2 separate regions of the Sus scrofa genome follow, and region 1 is linked to region 2. The links are chromatin contacts, called in public targeted proximity ligation maps. All regions are on one chromosome and are shown on one strand. The core of a region is the stretch at or near the end of the contact, and the rest is flanking DNA. Distances in the headings are between cores, read along the strand shown. Region 1 overlaps ADCY9 (adenylate cyclase type 9). Region 2 holds the start of SRL (sarcalumenin).

Region 1 (3,479 bases), core at 82-2,581, 110 kb before region 2:
ATGTCCATCGACAGATGAATGGAGAAAGATGTGGTACATACACACAATGGAATACTACTCAGCCATCAAAAAGAACACAATAATGCCATTCACAGCAACACGGACGCAACTAGAGATTACCACACAAAACGAAGTAAGTAGGAAAGAGAAAGTACCATATGATAACACTTATATATGGAATCTAAAATATGACACAGGAGTTCCCATCATGGCTCAGCCGTTAACAAATCCGACTAGGAGCCATGAGGTTACAGGTTCGATCCCTGGCCTTGCTCAGTGGGTTAAGGATCCAGCGTTACCGTGAGCTGTGGTGTAGGTTGCAGACATGGCTCGGATCCTGCGTTGCTGTGGCTGTGTTGTAGGCCGGCAGCTACAGCTCCAATTGGACCCCTAGCCTGGGAACCTCCATACGCTGTGAGTACGGCCCAATAAAGCAAAAATAAATAAACAAAATATGACACAAATGAACTATCTACAAAACAGGAACACATCCATGGACAAAGAGAACAGGTTTGTGCTGGCCAAGGGGGAGAGAGTTGGGAGAGGAATGGAGTGGGAGGTTGGGGTTAGCAGATGTAAGCTATTATACATAGAGCGGACAAACAACAGGGTCCTACTGAAAGACCTCTATGCAGTGTCCTACAATAAACCATAATGGAAAAGAATATTTTAAAAGGGATGCATATATATATATATATATGTATGTATGTACAACTGAACCACCTTGCTGTGCGGGAGAAACCAACACACCATTGTAAATCGACTACACTTGAATGTTTAAAAAAACACTGATTGTGGTGATGGTGGCACATATCTATGCATATGCTAAAAATCACTTAAAATCATCCACTCCAAAGAGAACCTTGTTCATATTCTTTGTTCAAGAAAGTTCCACACACCACGAGCAATGTTGTCGAAAGAAACAGAAACCTTAGTGCAAACTGGAACCCCTCCAGAGGAGTGTATGGAATTGGAAATTTAATAGCTACTAAATAAAGTAACATCATGACTAGAGCTATGAAAGCAAACATTTCCATTTGAACTTCAAATGGCAGAGGGACAAAGTGGCTATCTTAGAATCACCAGCTCTGAACGTGTTCATAAATCACAATTTCTTTCGGGAGCCAGAAAGAACAGAGAGTTAATTAAGTGATTCCAGCTGAGAAAGGCACCATGGAATGTGTATTAGAGGCCATACAAGTCCTTTGAAATGTTTTGTTTGCATGGTAGTTCTAAAAGTTTTTAACCTCCTGCAATTACTGACACACTGAGTCAGTCGCTTTAGCTGGTAGAAAACATATGACTCCACAGGCTGTGAATAACAGTTTCTCTAAGGGAAGCTACAGTTTCACAAGCTGGGCCTTTGTTGAGGTGAAACTCTCTCCGGGGTCGGATGACAAACGTACCCAGTGTCAACACCGTCTTTCAGGACAAAGTGGAGTGTTTGTCCTGCTGACTTTGCTTCGCCAGTCATGCAAATCACAGAAAATGTTATATTACTTTCCATGAGCCCCTTTGCTATTTATAAGAGAGGATAAGAAAACCATTCAAACCTCATAAATCCTTTATAATTAAATCCTGGGTTTCCATTTATCATTGGTGACTTCTAGTTTCTAATGAGGAGGTCAAAGGCAGACGCTTTCCACTGTCTACCTTAATTTGGGGGCTACGAAAGTCACACTAACTCTACAGAAAATACACAGGACCCTGGCTCACTAACCAGGCAGCCGGCAGCTCCAGGAACACACTTCCAGGAGCAAGTGAGTCTTTTGTTAATGGAATAAGCGCTAAGAACATTATTAATCCGGTGTTTGTTCTGTTCTACTCGTGAAAAACTTGCCAACACAAGTGAAATTCATTCTCTTAGAAACTAACCTTCCAATCGCTCTCCAAAATAATGTTCAAACGGGAACTGAAGCACATTTTTAAAAAACGTAATCACTTCACATTTTTCTCCAACCCTTTCGAAAGAATTTCTCGAACTTTCAAAATCAAATGGGGTTCCTCTAATGATACCCTGGCTTGATACAACAAATGTGGTCCCAAAAAACCGTGTGTAAATTATACTTCTGTAACCCAGTCTTATTTACTCATATTTAAAGGAAGTAAAGAATCCCTTAAAACCTTAAGAATCTCACCATGCCCTGCAATTTAGCGGTTCTGTAAATCTGAGTTTCCATATGCTAAATTTATCTAAATGAGGGTTCACCGTTTAAACAAGGGATGAGGAAGAAACCAGTCCTTCGTATGAAGAACGTGGCCGACGTTCCAGTCACCGAAACTCGGCTATTCTGAGAGGATGGTGGGGAAGCGAGAGCACATCTCCTTCAAACTTTATGTTTTACAAACAGGAGGAAACTGAGGACCCTAGAGATTAAAACAGTGTCCCCAAAGTGCCTAATTAGTGAGTGGAAAAAACATCTTAAAATGAAAAGCTAATCTATCCAACAAATTTCCTTTTGCAAATAAGATGGTTCTAATAAAAGCACTCTTCTTTCAGAAACATCCCCCTCCCCTGGTTTTAGACAGCTCACTCATAAAACAAAAATTAACATTAATGACCCTAAGAAGCACTTTCTTGTGGGGAAAAGAACTCATTTATGCAGCTACAGAATGCAATGCAATCCACACTTGGAATGTTAACACTTAATAAAGGGCAAAACGAATGAAATCCATGTGCAATAGCCTCCTTCACTTAAAATGCTGAAGCCTTAATGGGACAGTGCATGTTGAAACCCATAAACAAGACAATAAACCACCTGCATGCAGGTTTTCTTCCAGTCTACAAACTATGTGGTAAAAAAAAAAAAAAAAAAACCAAAGTTATTATTTCCTACACAATTCAAACACAGATATAAATGGACCAAAAGCTGCTTTCAATAGCATATTTTTCTTTGAAAGGAAAAAAAAAAAAAAAAGAAGAAGAAGAAGTGAACAGAATTTAAGAGCATTACATAAAAATCCTGGAAATTATGCACAAGGAGTTATGCTGGAGCTTTGCCCAAAAAAGGGTATGCTGGTTTTCCATGTGTATAAATGATAACTGAATAAGAACTGTAAGGAGCTGCAGTATTATTAAAGATAAACAGACTTCTTGAAATGCCCGTTTCAAAAAACTTAGACATGATGGCCTAAACCAAGCCATTCAATCCCACATTTCCTGGGCCCTAAATAAACACGTGGGTTTTCAATCCTGAGTCCCTGTCCGGCAGCCTTTCCCACAGGCCCCAAGGAGCCCAGAGCCTCAGGCTGCCCACTGTCCCACACCCATGGGCCCAGGTCACATCCCCAGGCACCACCCCCTTCCCCAGGTCCTTTGAAGACCCCAGCGGTGGTCTCTCCCTCGTCAACCCCACAACTACTCCTGAAGAACGAGTCGCCGCCATCCCTGGACCCACCAAACAAACCGGCTTCGCTGCATGTAGACGTCTGGGGCGCAGTTTTGCAGAGGTGCGGAACCCGAGTAGTTAGAATCTTCA
Region 2 (3,273 bases), core at 273-2,772:
TCCAGAAGTCCAGTTCCCTTGCTGGGAGGAAAGATAAAGGATGCCCCTAAAAGGCTAAAAGTTCCTGGAGCTGCCTGGAAGCCAAGGAGGTGGCAGCTGGGGCTGGGCGGAGCAGGGGAGGGGTGGCCAGGGGGAGAGGGTGGCAGTGGCCCCTGGGCTCAGGATCCAATTACGTGGCTGTTTCCATACTTAGCCACCTGACAGCCGCTTGGAATCCTCGCAGCCCCGGCTGCTGCAGCCCCACGGAGCCCAAATTAACTCAAGGGCAGACAAGGGCAGGGCCCAGCGGCACATGCGAGGCCGGAGCCCCCTGCCTGGGTATCTGACCCCTGAGGGCACGGCTTCTGCTCCTGCCAGACCTCCTGGCTGAGTCTGGGACCTCAAGAAACAGAACCTCAAAAGCCCCATGATCCCCCGTGCAAATGAAGCCTGCAGTCATGGAAAGGCAAAGTGGGGGTCCCAGGTTTCCGGGGATCCCCAGAGCACCCCTGAAGCACCCCTAAGGGGAACTCAGCCCCAGAAGTCTCAGAAACAGAGGTGGCAAAGCGCTCCGGTACCCCCTCCACACCTATAAATAACCCCCACGCTGTAACCAGAGCCACCTCCGCTGCACAAAGTGCTGAGACGTCAAGGAAAAGCCTCAGCCTGCAGACCCCGGCCCTTTCCAGCGAAGCCCCCAGCCTAGCACAGCTGCCCTGCAGGACTGGCACCCAGCCCTCCCCGGCAGGGAGTCCAAGTCGGGCTCCAGCCCGATCCCCAGCGCTTCTTTCCCACCTTGTCCCAAACTGACCCCCATGCTGTCCTAGTGCTCCTGAGCCATGGCCCCCTCCCCACTCATGCAAAGCCAGGCCCCAGCCCGCTCTCCACCAGGTGGGAGGGTCACCTCAACAGCCTCCAGGGGCCACTCCACCTCCGAGATCGGGGTCATCTGTCCAGCCAGGAGGCTCCGGTCTTGACTTTCAGGGTCCTCTTCCACAACATCCAGTAGCCAGCCCTTCTCCCCGACCCCTGGCTGCACCTCTTGGCTCACTGGCTTCAACCCGTCTGGCCTCCCCACGAGCCCCTGACGGCTCTCAGGCCCCTCTGCACCCAGGGCTTCCTGGGTGAGACCAGCTGGGAGCAAGGTCTGCTGTCTGCCCCAGGAGTCACGGAGGGTCACCCTCCAGCTCACGCCCAACCCCCTGCCCCCCGCCCCACGGTAAACGTAAAACCTCAGGGCACGCGGGGGTCGCCGTCTGGCCCGGCTGACGGGGTGAGAGTCGTACCTGCTTGTCCTGGGAGCAGGAGCGAGGCCATGAAGCAGCAGAGCAGGACCAGCGCCCTCATGGTGACTGCCAAGAGAGCCCAGCTGCTCCTCGCCTCTATTTATAGGGCGGGTGGCAGCGCGGGGGTGGGGGTGGTGTGGAGAAGGGTCACACAGTCACTAGGGCAACTGGGCGGACGTGGGATGGCGAAGCAGCGCAGACCCCGGCAGGCTCGCCCTGCCAGGGCGGCGCCAGCTGCCACCCCCGAAGGCAGGGCCCCCCCGGCAGGATTCTCTCCCCCAGCAGCCCCGGGGTCATGTGACAGGGGTCACAGGGCGCGGAGCAGCGGAGAAGAAGCGGGGCGTCCTTTGGCCCAGGTCTCAGAGTCAGGAACTGAATCTTCCCAGGATCTGCAGTAACTTGATCCGAAGACTGGGCCATCGGCAACCTTCACACGCCTCAGTTCTGTGAACCAAGGGCCCACCTGCCAGCCACCGGCACCGTGGTAGCCCCTCCCCAAGGGTCAGGAGGTCAGGAGGGTAGAGCCCGCCCCGCATGACCTCTGAGGTCAATGGCAAGGAGCATCACCTTCCCGGGCCTCGGAGAGGGGAAATGAGAGCGAGGAGGGACATGCGAGGAGGGACATGCGACGGGGCGAGTTAAGCCAGCGAGCGCAGGACGAGCTCCTTCCCGAGGTGCCTGTGCAAGGGGCTCTTTGATGCAATTTTTCTGGAGGGCACGTGACACCCCCGAAAGCCAGCTCTCCAGGCGGGGCGGCCGAGCGAGCTCTGGCTGATCTGGCTGGAGAGGGTGTCCCTGGAGGGTGGTAGTCGGCCTCGGAGGGCAGGGCGAAAGGCAGAGAGGCGTCTTCCGTGTGCTTTACCTTGAAAACAGTTTAATGACTCCAGCAAACAGCCCATTCAAAGTGTAAAACTCCATGAGCGGGTTAAGGATCCAGGGTCCTCACTGCTGCGGCTCAGGTCCCTGCTGTGGCGCAGGTTGGATCCCTGGCCTGGGACTTTCACAGAAGTGGCCAAAAAAAAAAAAAAAAAAAAAAGGTGGAGTTCCCGTCGTGGCGCAGTGGTTAACGAATCAGACTAGGAACAATGAGGTTTGTGGGTTCAGTCCCTGCCCTTGCTCAGTGGGTTAACAATCCGGCATTGCCGTGAGCTGTGGTGTAGGTTGCAGACATGGCTCAGATCCCACGTTGCTGTGGCTCTGGTGTAGGCTGGGGGCTACAGCTCCGATTCGACCCCTAGCCTGGGAACCTCCATATGCCGAGGGAGCAGCCCAAGAAATGGCAAAAAGACAAAAAAAAAAAAAAAAAAAAAAGTGACCGCCTCGATACATGTTGACGTGCAGATCTACACAACCACAATCAAGACAGATGCCTCACTCCCCAGCATTCCCCTCATCCCTTCCCACCTACACCTACACCTGCCGTGGCAACCAAACAGCTGCTGTCACTACACATTAGTCGGCATTTCCTAGATTTCGATAAAAATGGAATCATACCATGTGGGTTTTGTTTTTTTTTTATGTGGCTTCAAACCAGTTGTTCCCTGAACAACCTTAGGCTAGCTACTTAACCTCTCTCGAACGAAGAGCTCATCTCTCTAAACTCAAGTTGAAAACAGGACCTACGACATACAAGTGTTAGGAGGACGACATCAAACAAGCCAAGGAAAGCACGTGACACCGGACCTGGTACGTGAGCCAGGGCACACCAGCCACACTGGAGGTGAGCCTCACACGAGAGAGGACGTGGAGGTTAACTGTGTCACCTTGATGAGATCATGGTGCCCAGCCGTCTGCTCAAACATCAGTCTGGATGTTGCTCTGCGGGTAATTTTGGCCATATATGACAAACCCAGAGCGAACATCATTCTCCATGTGAAAAGCTGAAAGAATTCTCGCTGAGAATAGGAACGAGACCAGGATGTCCACTCTGCCACTACTCTTCAACATAGTTTTGGAAGTCCTAGCCACAGCAATCAGAGAAGGTAAAGAAATAAAAGGAATCCAAACC

Evidence for each region.
Region 1: a contact with region 2 is called in a targeted proximity ligation map of skeletal muscle. A contact is called at or near these places in 7 of 47 Hi-C or Micro-C datasets (embryonic fibroblasts, fetal skeletal muscle, heart right ventricle and 2 more) and 1 of 2 datasets of targeted methods (skeletal muscle).

The regions. Positions count from the first base shown.
Region 1 is chr3:38,185,608-38,189,086 of Sscrofa11.1, reverse strand. The region is part of intron 3 of ADCY9 (adenylate cyclase type 9); the gene reads right to left. Among named protein-coding and RNA genes, the nearest start is that of ADCY9, 70 kb to the right of the region's middle.
Region 2 is chr3:38,071,628-38,074,900 of Sscrofa11.1, reverse strand. SRL (sarcalumenin) reads right to left here and starts at 1,522. Exons shown (of 6, transcript XM_021086705.1): 1 at 1,266-1,522. The coding sequence starts at 1,326.